Linked DNA regions of Ovis aries: region 1 is linked to region 2. A link is a contact called in public Hi-C data. All regions are on one chromosome and are shown on one strand. Each heading gives the region's core, a stretch centred on a gene start, on an enhancer-like site or on the middle of the called end of the contact. The rest is flanking DNA. Distances are from core to core; before and after follow the strand shown. Region 1 holds the start of LOC114109595 (tripartite motif-containing protein 26-like). Region 2 holds the start of RPP21 (ribonuclease P/MRP subunit p21).

Region 1 (4,786 bases), core at 1,107-3,606, 230 kb before region 2:
AGTAGTGTCCAATTCTTTGCTACCCCCTGGACTGTAGCCCATCAGGTTCCTCTGTCCATGGAATTATCTAGGCAAGAATACTGGAGTGGGTTGCCATGGTTGCCATTTCCTTTTCCAAGGGATCTTCCTAACCCAGGGATCGAATTGGGTCTCCCGCATTGCAGGCAGAGTCCTTCATCCTGGATGCTAGCCAATAAGCCTTTGTTTTCCAAAATTAATTTCTTCCCATTCTCCATGTCTTTTTCTATTCAGAGCATAGTCTGAAGTCACCCCAAGAAGCCTCGATTCCAACTATGGACTCTCCACTAGCAGTCATAAGGTCTTCTCCAACAGTCTGAGCCCAGCCTGTTACTCCCTCCTCCCTTTGGGGGAAGTGACATCTAAGAAGCCACTTTATGCTCCTCAGTTTCCTTACCGCTTAACAAGAAAGAATAATGTCAAGTTTGCCAAGCTGACTTCATGCGAGGTCACACAAGTGAAAAGTGTTCTCAACAGCAAAATACGCTACAAAAATACATCCTAGAAAGGAGCAGAGAAGCCAACCAAAAAGAGCTCCCAGTGGCTAAAGTTGCAACAAAACGAAGTAGTACTGAATTATAACCCTGAGTATAAAATAAATATCCATGAGTCCACACTGATACAAATAAATGAATAGCTTAATAAATCAGGCAAAAGAGACAAATCTCTCATGCAGAAGAATTGCAAATAACACAGGTACAGAGTTGCCCGTAAGGAGGGTGGAACACACTCCCCACTTCTCTGCACAGGGTCTGACTACTTTCCAAAGAGTACAGTATGGAAGGGAGGAGTGGGGGAGCAGGAAGGAGAAAGTTTACAATGGAGAAGCCTGACAAGCACTACCTCAGCCAAGTAATCAAGACCAGCATCAAGTCATAAAGCATGTTCCCTTGATGTGAAGTGATGAAAATGGCAATCCACCTCTGTGGTCTTCCTCCCAACAACCCGTAAGCCAGTATCAGGGGCAGCCTATAATGTAACATAATATGATATATATAAGGAGTATTCCTCCAAACTCTCAAGATTATAAAAAAACTTTGAGAAACTGCCACAGCCAAGGGGAGCATAATGAGAACTAATTGGAATATGGTAACTTGGGTAGAATCATGAGACAAAAAAGTACTTAGGTAAAAACTATAAAAATGTGAATTCAGTATGTATGTCGGCCAATAATAATGTATCAGTACAGGTTCACTAATCATTAAGAAATGTTCCATATTAATGTAAGATGTTAATAAATGAATGGGGGAAAGGTTTGGGGGTACTGGGAACTCTGTATTAGCTTCCCAATTTTTCTGTAAATCTAAAACTGTTCTAAAAAATAAAGTTTATTAAAAAAAAAAACGGAATTGCAATTTGAGGTACAAAATAAAGTCAATTTTTAAAAAAGTTGATGCTTTTAAACTCGGGGCAGGAGTAACTCTAAGAATCATGATTTTTAGCTCAGGGTCCCTGACACTGATATTTGTTGTTGAATGAACCAATATCATTCTCAGGAAGCGCACACAAACCGTCGTAGTGCCAAACTCTGGAATGTACTGAGAATTTGGAGGTGTTTGCTTCTCATTTGCTCCACAAAGATGAATTTACACTTTCTAAGGGTGAAAAGCAGCAGGGAAAATGCTCAATTACTAATGGGCCAGAGGAAGGAGTGAATGCAAAGCTCCAGGTATACGTGGCTAAACCGGTTTATTCTGACCAATTAAAAAAACAAAACAAAAAACACCACGACTTTGATCCTGGGGCCAGACTGGCAGTTTACACGGCTCCAAGCAACGAGACCGTCATCTGGCCCCCATTACTTCCGGCTCTGGAGACAAGAATGGATGGGTGCCCGGGCTGAACACGCGAAAGCGAGGAAGACCCACGAGGAGAGAGCGAATGGAGGCCCAAGCAAGCAGGAGGATTAGGCCGGCAGGGAGGACGGCGCGAACTTCACCCTTCTCCCGAGCGCGCCAGGCGGCCCGGCCCCATTCTGCCCGCGCGGCTGCATCCGGCCGCTCGGACCCCGGGGCTTATGTGTGACTGCTGCTTTGCAGCATTTCTCACCGGGCACCCCCTACTCACCGGTCCCCAGCTCCGGGCCGCGAATCCCGAGCTGGGGTCGATCTTTCTCGCAGTGGTCAGTTCCGGGTCGAGCTCCTCCGCCCGCACCCTGGGCAACCGCGCGTCCCGGCCTGGTAATCTCCCGGCTTTCCGGAGCCCTCCACCGAGATTTTCCCCCCCGGACCAGCACCCGGATTGGTCGCTGCTGAACGCCGCCTCCCAATGGGAGCCTTATTTCCCTGACGTCACTGATCACTGGGCAAATCCCCGGGCCGTCGCGGTGGGTGGGGCAGCAGGGGCCGAGAAACCGAAACTGAAATGGTGCGGAGCCTAGGTTTAGCGGCTGCTGTATTGAGTTTGGCTCGTGGTGCGCGCACCTGCCCTGCAGGGTGGAAGGAAGCGAAACTTAAGGCCTCATGAGACCCCTTTGTAGGACTCTGCAATGGATGAAACCCTCCCCTCCTCCCGATTCCCGCCCCACCGGGAGGGCGTTTGGCATACAAGTTTCGTTTGCCAGGTGCTCAACATTAAATAGGACTTCCTGACCCTAAAGCTTCCTGGGTGGCTCAGAGGGTAAAGTGTCTGCCCGCAATGCGGGAGATCTGGGTTCGATCCCCTGGTAGACTACAATCAATGGAATCAGAAAGAGTTGTACACTGAGCAACTGCACTTCCCTGACCCAACCTGGCCTACGTTTGCTTCCTGCACCAGGCAGGATCTTAGCAAACGGATAGTCCCAGGTGTCTATGAGGAGTAAGACGCTTTTACATGAACTATCTTTAAATCAGGCAGGCATTTTTGTCCCCATTTGACAGAAGGGAAAACTGAAATTCCAAGAGCTTAGGGGCCTGAGCTGTTTCCCTCTTTGGTGCTGGATTCAGAAACCACAGAGCCTGAAAAACGGACGGGCATTCAGGGTCCCAGGATCCTTGGTGGGGAGATTTCCTAGAAGCTCATGCAAGTCCACCCCGCAGCCAGGGAGGGAAGCTGACCAGCCCCAGGGTCCGGGCCGCTCGCTCCACTGCTGTGCAGCGACCCCTATGCAGCCGTTACTGTGTCCCAGGCACAATCTCCCCTGGGCTGGCGGGACAGTCACCGCGGTCAGCACATAGGCCCTCCAACTACCTACTCTTTTGGTTAGTGTTTTGGAAGACATGTTTAAAACGTTCCTTAAATGATTTCATGCTACTAATTTGTCCTCTCCCTGTCTCTAGGACTTCCCTGGCGGCTCAGACGGTCAAGCGTCTGCCTACAATGCGGGAGACCTGGGTTCAATCCCTGGGTTGGGAAGATCCCCTGGAGAAGGAAATGGCAAGCCATCCCAATATTCTTGCCTGGAAAATCCCATGGACGGAGGAACTGGTAGGCTACAGTCCATGGGGTCGCAAAGAGTCGGACAGGACTGAGCGACTTCACTTTCACTTTCTGCCTCGAGGAGGTACTTGCCCCACCCACAGGCCATTCTGTGCATCCTCCAGCCACAGAGGTCCTTTCTCCTGCTTAAAATCCTCCGCATCTTCCCAGCCTAGAGAGGCAGGAAGGCCTCTGCAGGGCCTGGGGGGCTGACACAACCGGCCTGCTTCTCTCTCTGACTTCCCTCTTGCCGTTTCTCCCTAAGTCCCTGTGCTGCAACCTATCTAGTCTTGAAACTCTCTGCCATAGCCCCTGGCATGGCTGCCAGCTTCCTGTCAGTCATGTCTCTGCTCAGCTGGCATCTCCATAAGGCTTTCCTCCATCACCCAGTCTAAATCAGGTCATGACACAGCATTCTGTTTCACTTTCTTTGTACATTTGTCGTCATAGGAAAGCATCTTGTTCATTTCTTTATCACTCACCCCCAACCCACCAATGTAAGCCATGAGGGTAGAGACATCATCTGTGTTCCCTACACATGGTGAATGAATGGGCTCTGCTTGGGCATTTCTGGAAGCTTTCTAAAGCCCTGTGGCTCTGCTTGGCTGCAGTGTCGCTTACACATTCCCTGCTCCCACCACACTACACCTTGGTTGATGCAGCTACTCAAGATCAAGTAAGGGCAATAGTGACTCCAAGACTTGCTTTTATTAATTAATTAATTTGCTTATTTGCACAGGATCCTTAGTTTTAAGATGCAAACTCTTAGTTTCAGCATGTGGGATCTTGTTCCCCAGCCAGGAATGGAACCTGAGCCCCCTACATTGGAAATGTGGAGTCTTAGACACTGCATCACCGGGGAAGTCCCTCCAAGGCTTGCTTTGTAGTCAATGGCAGTTTTGAAGCAGCACACAGAGATAACTGCCCCTGTAGCTGCTAGCTGCTCAAACTCACTGCCCCTCGAGTGTCTGAAAGCAGAGCCAAAATTCCTTCCTCCAGATCTCCAGCCATACTGCCTGAGACCAAAGCATCATATGGGGCTGGTTAGGAGTTTGGCTTTCAAGTCAAATCTCTGCATGAGCAGAAATCCTCCTCTCTACCACTTTTTTCATGATTCTTGAAGTTGCTCAGCCTCTATGTGCAATAGATTCTTTCTCTGAAAAATAGATATAATAATTATATCCACTTCATAGAATCATTGTGAGGGTTAAATGAGATAACATATAAAGCCTGTGAAGCAATAAGTATTGACTAGTGCAAAGGATATCACTATTTGCATTTGAAATGAGAGTCTTAAGCAAGATAATTTAGTAGATATGTTCCTACTATTTACAGTATTTATTGAGTGAAAATATGTCTTTCAGAAATC
Region 2 (4,498 bases), core at 754-3,253:
AGGAGGAGGGAGTAGGAAGAAAGAACCCAGGTCCCTGCCTCCATCTTCAGCAGGCCTGGCTTATCGTCTCCCTTCTTGTAGTTGTTTGTCTCCAAGAGCTGTTACCTTGCTCATCTGGAGGGGCAAGATGCAAGAGATCATGCAAGACATGTCTACCCTCTCACTGCTTCCCCAAGGGAACTTGGAAAGGAGAGAGTCAGGTATTAGAGGAAAGAGAAAAGCATTCCTATCCAAAGCCTGGGCCTTAAAGAATGCCTCCAAGTAGCTGCTCCCAAGTTGTCAGCCTTGTTACCTGGCTAAGGTATCCAAGCCAGACAGGGAGAAAGAAACTGGTGTCTTCCTTACCCTGGGGACAGGGTAGAAGAGGGTAGTATGTTTAGGGAGAAGCCATACAGGCAACTTCCTTTGGCCTGTGTGTATCTAGCCTGAAACTAGTGTTCATAAGAGCCGGTTTTTTGTTTGTTTGTTGCCATCGTTCACGTTTTGCCATTTCTCCTATCAGAGAATGTAAATCATTTTAATGTTAGGCCAAAATAAACAACCTATATGGTACATATGTTACAGAAAAGGTAACGCAATGCATGCCAAACCAAACTAAAATGACTGGATTATCTGCTACTGGCTAATCGGGTTCACAGAAGACTGGGACAAGAAACTGCAGTTTATTGAGGGCATTTCAGCTCCTCCTACCACCTCAACAGGACTTCGTCCAGACTCTCCTCTTACCTTTGTGCCTTGACTGTGGTTCTTTGTGGCAAGATGCTTTGGTTGGTAAAACATAATATGGAACAAAGGATCCACTGAAGTAATCCTTGTGTCCTGTGGTAATTTGACAGTAGCCTCTGTTGATGTGTTAGAAACTTAAAAATGCATGTTCCTTGGAATCTCTGGCAGTCCAGTGTCAGGACTCCACACTTTCACTGTTGGGGGCCTGGGTTTGATCCGTGGTGGGAGAACTTTAGATCCCGCAAGCCTTGTAGTTTGGCCTCAAAAAAAAAAAAAGCATATTCCTGGTGCCTGCCCTCAGTAATTGACTGAGGTCTGGAGTGGGCCTGGGCATATCTGCCTTTTAATCATACGCCTCATTTGAGTTTGGAGGCCTTTGTGAAAGTAATCTGAGAGGAAATTTCAGCCATTTCTTTCAAACTGGAGTCCTGATTGGGGCAAGGTGTGGGTGGGGGGGGGGGGTGGTTGAGAGAGGAGAGAATTCTCATGCTCTCCTGACATGACTACCCTCTCCCTGTCTCAGGGTTTATGCATATTCTGTCCCTCTACTTCTAACCTCAGGAAGGAGTGGTATTATGAAGCAGAAGCAGCAGCAGCAGGTCAAGCAGGAAAGGAGAGGCAGAGATTGAAGGGAGGGACGTGGAGTACTACAGGGGATATTTCTTCAGGGGGATGCTGTTGAAAGGTTTCTGTGCTCAGTTCCTGAGACTAGGGGTTAATGAGGATCCCCTACTGTGGCCAGCACTGCATCTGCTAAGTGGAAAAGATTGGGAGGAAGCTGTGCTTTCTAAGGGCCAGGAGCCCTCTTCCCTCCCTCCACTACCCTCATGATCCTTTCCAGCGTCACTCCCACTGGCACCAGTGCCTTTTCTAAAAAAAGGAAGACCTGCTGCTTCTGTCTGTAGGTTTTCAAGGCATCTGCCTTTGTCTTCAGGAGCATAGGGCAGAAAGTCTAGCTGGGTATAAACTGCACCTAACCATCTCCCAACCTATCTGCCTAAAAAGAAGAGTCTTCTGTCCTGACGATGTTTAGGGGTTTAAGACTCTTCTGCTCAACTAACTTCTCCAGTCTCCGCCTAATGTAATTATCGGCTTGAGAAAGACTAGGAGGAGGCCCCTGGACTCTCATTGCAGGGGCGGGGTGGATTTTCGAACAGTTGGGTCTGTGAGGCCATAGGGTGGCGCCAGAGAAAGGAAGACCAGAAAGAAAGGAGTGTGCATCGCTCCCGGAACTACAATTCCCAGGAGGTCTCGCGCGGACGCCGGGGGCGTGGCTATCCTGGGGCGGGGCCTGTGGACGGTCGCGTGTGGAGAGCTCGCGCGGCGCGGATGGCGGGGCCGGTGAAAGACCGCGAGGCCCTCCAGAGGCTCAGCTTCTTGTACCAGGTGAGTCCGCGGCGCACGCACGGCGGGGAACCCAATGTGGAGGGCCCCCAGTGACGGCTCACTTCCCCAGGCCGCCCACTGCGTCCTCGCACAGGACCCAGAGAACCAGGCGCTAGCGAGGTTTTACTGCCACACGGAGAGGACCATAGCGAAGCGGCTCGTATTACGGCGGTAAGAGAGGTTATGGAGCCTGGCAGCGGGCGGGACGGGGGAAGGACTGGAGAGGGAGAGCGGGCGTCTGGACTACCACCTGCCTCCGCCCCCAGGGACCCCTCGGTGAAGCGAACTCTCTGCCGTGGCTGCTCTTCCCTCCTCATCCCGGGTCTGACCTGCACCCAGCGGCAGAGACGTAAGTACCCTCTTGCTGAGGTGGGATGTATGAGGAACACCTGTGGGCTGGGGAGGGGACGGGCAGTGATCCCTTTCTCGAGGCAGACGCGTGCCAGGTGTGGGATTTGGAGTCGGTGGCTTTCTCTGAGTTGTTAACTCTACTTGGACAGACAGATCTGGGCAGTAGAAAAATGATGTTGCCCTGAGAGGCAGCCTCGCCCGGCCATGATAATAGATGTTATTTGACATCATAGAGGATGATTCGCATCTTCATTCGTTCACTCAAGAATTATTTTTCTGAGATGTGTCAAGGATTGCTCTAGAATCAACATTCTCATTGAAATATGGTTTCATGGGATGGACTAAGAGGAACGATTAGAATAGCCTAGAAAAATGCTTCAGTTAGGGGAGTAGAATACGAAGTTACTTAAACCAGTGGTGGTGAGGTTCTTTATAAGGGCAGGGGAGTAGGAGATGGAAATCCTTGCCATTTGTGAGGCCTCAGGAAAGAAAGCCTGTGGTGCTGTCAAGGAACTGAGAGTTCAGGAGGCAGGCTTTGAGGTGGGCAAGGGCAAGACCTGAGGTGGGAGAGGGAAGCAGGGCAGATCTTGAGTCTTGTTAAGGAGTTTGGACTTTGTCTTAAAGGGTGCCAAGAAAATGATAGACTTTGTTCAGGGACCTGACACCATCAAATTTGCGTTCAAGGTGGGGAGGGAGGAGAATCCCTACTAGAAAACAGTGGAGGCAACACTGGGTTCAGGAGACCTTTTCTTCTCCTAAACCTGGGCACTCTCTTTCTCCCACATGCATTCCAGGCTGCAAGGGTCAGCGCTGGACTGTACAGACCTGCCTGACATGCCAGCGCAGCCAGCGGTTCCTCAACGACCCGAGGCATGTGCTCTGGGGAGACCGGCCCGAGGCCCAGCTGGGGAACCAGGCAGGTGAGAGATGGTTGAGAAAATGGGGGTTAACCCAGGGAGTAGAGACAGTGGGTAACGGAGAGCTGCAGAAGACAAATGGGTGAGTTTTGGGTTGGTGTGGAAAGTGCCAGTCTTCAAAAACTAATTCTGCTCATCTACTTAGATTCCAAACCACCACAGCCCTTGCCAAACACAGCCCACCCCATTCCAGCCCAGCTTCCTGAGGAGAAAGTGCAGCCTCAGAGCTCCAGTCACCAGTGATGGACTCACTCTGTCTTCCAAATAAATTTTAATTCTGCTTAACTTTGTGTAATTCCGTTCTGTGAATGTTTCAGCTCTTTCCTCTGTTTCTGTCTGCATTTCTCTGTCACCAGTTAACCTCTTCTTTGTCCTTTTTGTCTTTTGTTGTTGTCATCCTCTTAGTCCCACCATTCAGGGAGATAGATCCCAGTTTCCACTTGGCCCTGGGAAGTAGCTCTCATTTCCAGGACCCTGCCTCCCAAGTGCCCCTCCACCCTTGCCTCCTTGGTACAGTACCATGGTTGGAACTCAGGCTCCAGGGATGTTTGCAAAGCCCTGAACCTTAAGATAGTCCATTTTTAGGTAGCTCTGACTGTTGACTAAAGGGCTGGACAGACAAACTGCTGATGCCACTGATGCTGTTTTTGTTTTATTTTGTTTAATATCTATCTATTTGGCAGCACTTGAACTCTTTAGCTGTGGCATGCAAGGCTCAGCAGTGGCATGGTTTCTTCGTGGCATGTGGGGTCTTAGTTCCCCGACCAGGGGTAGAACCTGCATCCCCTGCATTGCTAGTCAGATTGTTAACCACTGGACTACCAGGGAAGTCCCTGATGCTGTTTTTATTTTATTCTTTTTTAAATGTTATTATGGAGTATAAGTACTTTACAGTGTTGTGTTTGTTTTTGCTGTACAACAGAATGAATCAGCTATGTGTGTACATGTATCCCCTCCCTCTGGAACCTCCCTCCCACCCCTTATCCCATCCCTGTAGGTTATCATAGAGTACCCAGCTGAGCTTCCTATGCTATACAGAAGCTTCCTACTAGCTAGCTATTTTACACACTGTAGTGTATATATGTCATTGATGCTGTTTTAACAGAAGAAAAGAAGTT

What was found. Hi-C and Micro-C count contacts between places; a contact is called where the count stands out from the background.
Region 1: a Hi-C map of hypothalamus shows a contact between it and region 2, with 6 times the contacts expected there. The contact joins the promoter of LOC114109595 here to the promoter of RPP21 in region 2. A contact is called at or near these places in 10 of 16 Hi-C or Micro-C datasets (blood, hypothalamus, liver and 4 more).

What each region holds. Positions count from the first base shown.
Region 1 is chr20:27,796,333-27,801,118 of ARS-UI_Ramb_v3.0, reverse strand. LOC114109595 (tripartite motif-containing protein 26-like) reads left to right here and starts at 2,356. Exons shown (of 6, transcript XR_009597615.1): 1 at 2,356-2,581; 2 at 3,279-3,502. All of the region lies in intron 1 of TRIM26 (tripartite motif containing 26), which reads right to left.
Region 2 is chr20:27,568,386-27,572,883 of ARS-UI_Ramb_v3.0, reverse strand. RPP21 (ribonuclease P/MRP subunit p21) reads left to right here and starts at 2,003. Exons shown (of 5, transcript XM_060403357.1): 1 at 2,003-2,112; 2 at 2,207-2,283; 3 at 2,379-2,461; 4 at 3,258-3,383. The coding sequence starts at 2,056. It overlaps TRIM39 (tripartite motif containing 39), which reads left to right. Exons shown (of 8, transcript XM_060403341.1): 8 at 1-809.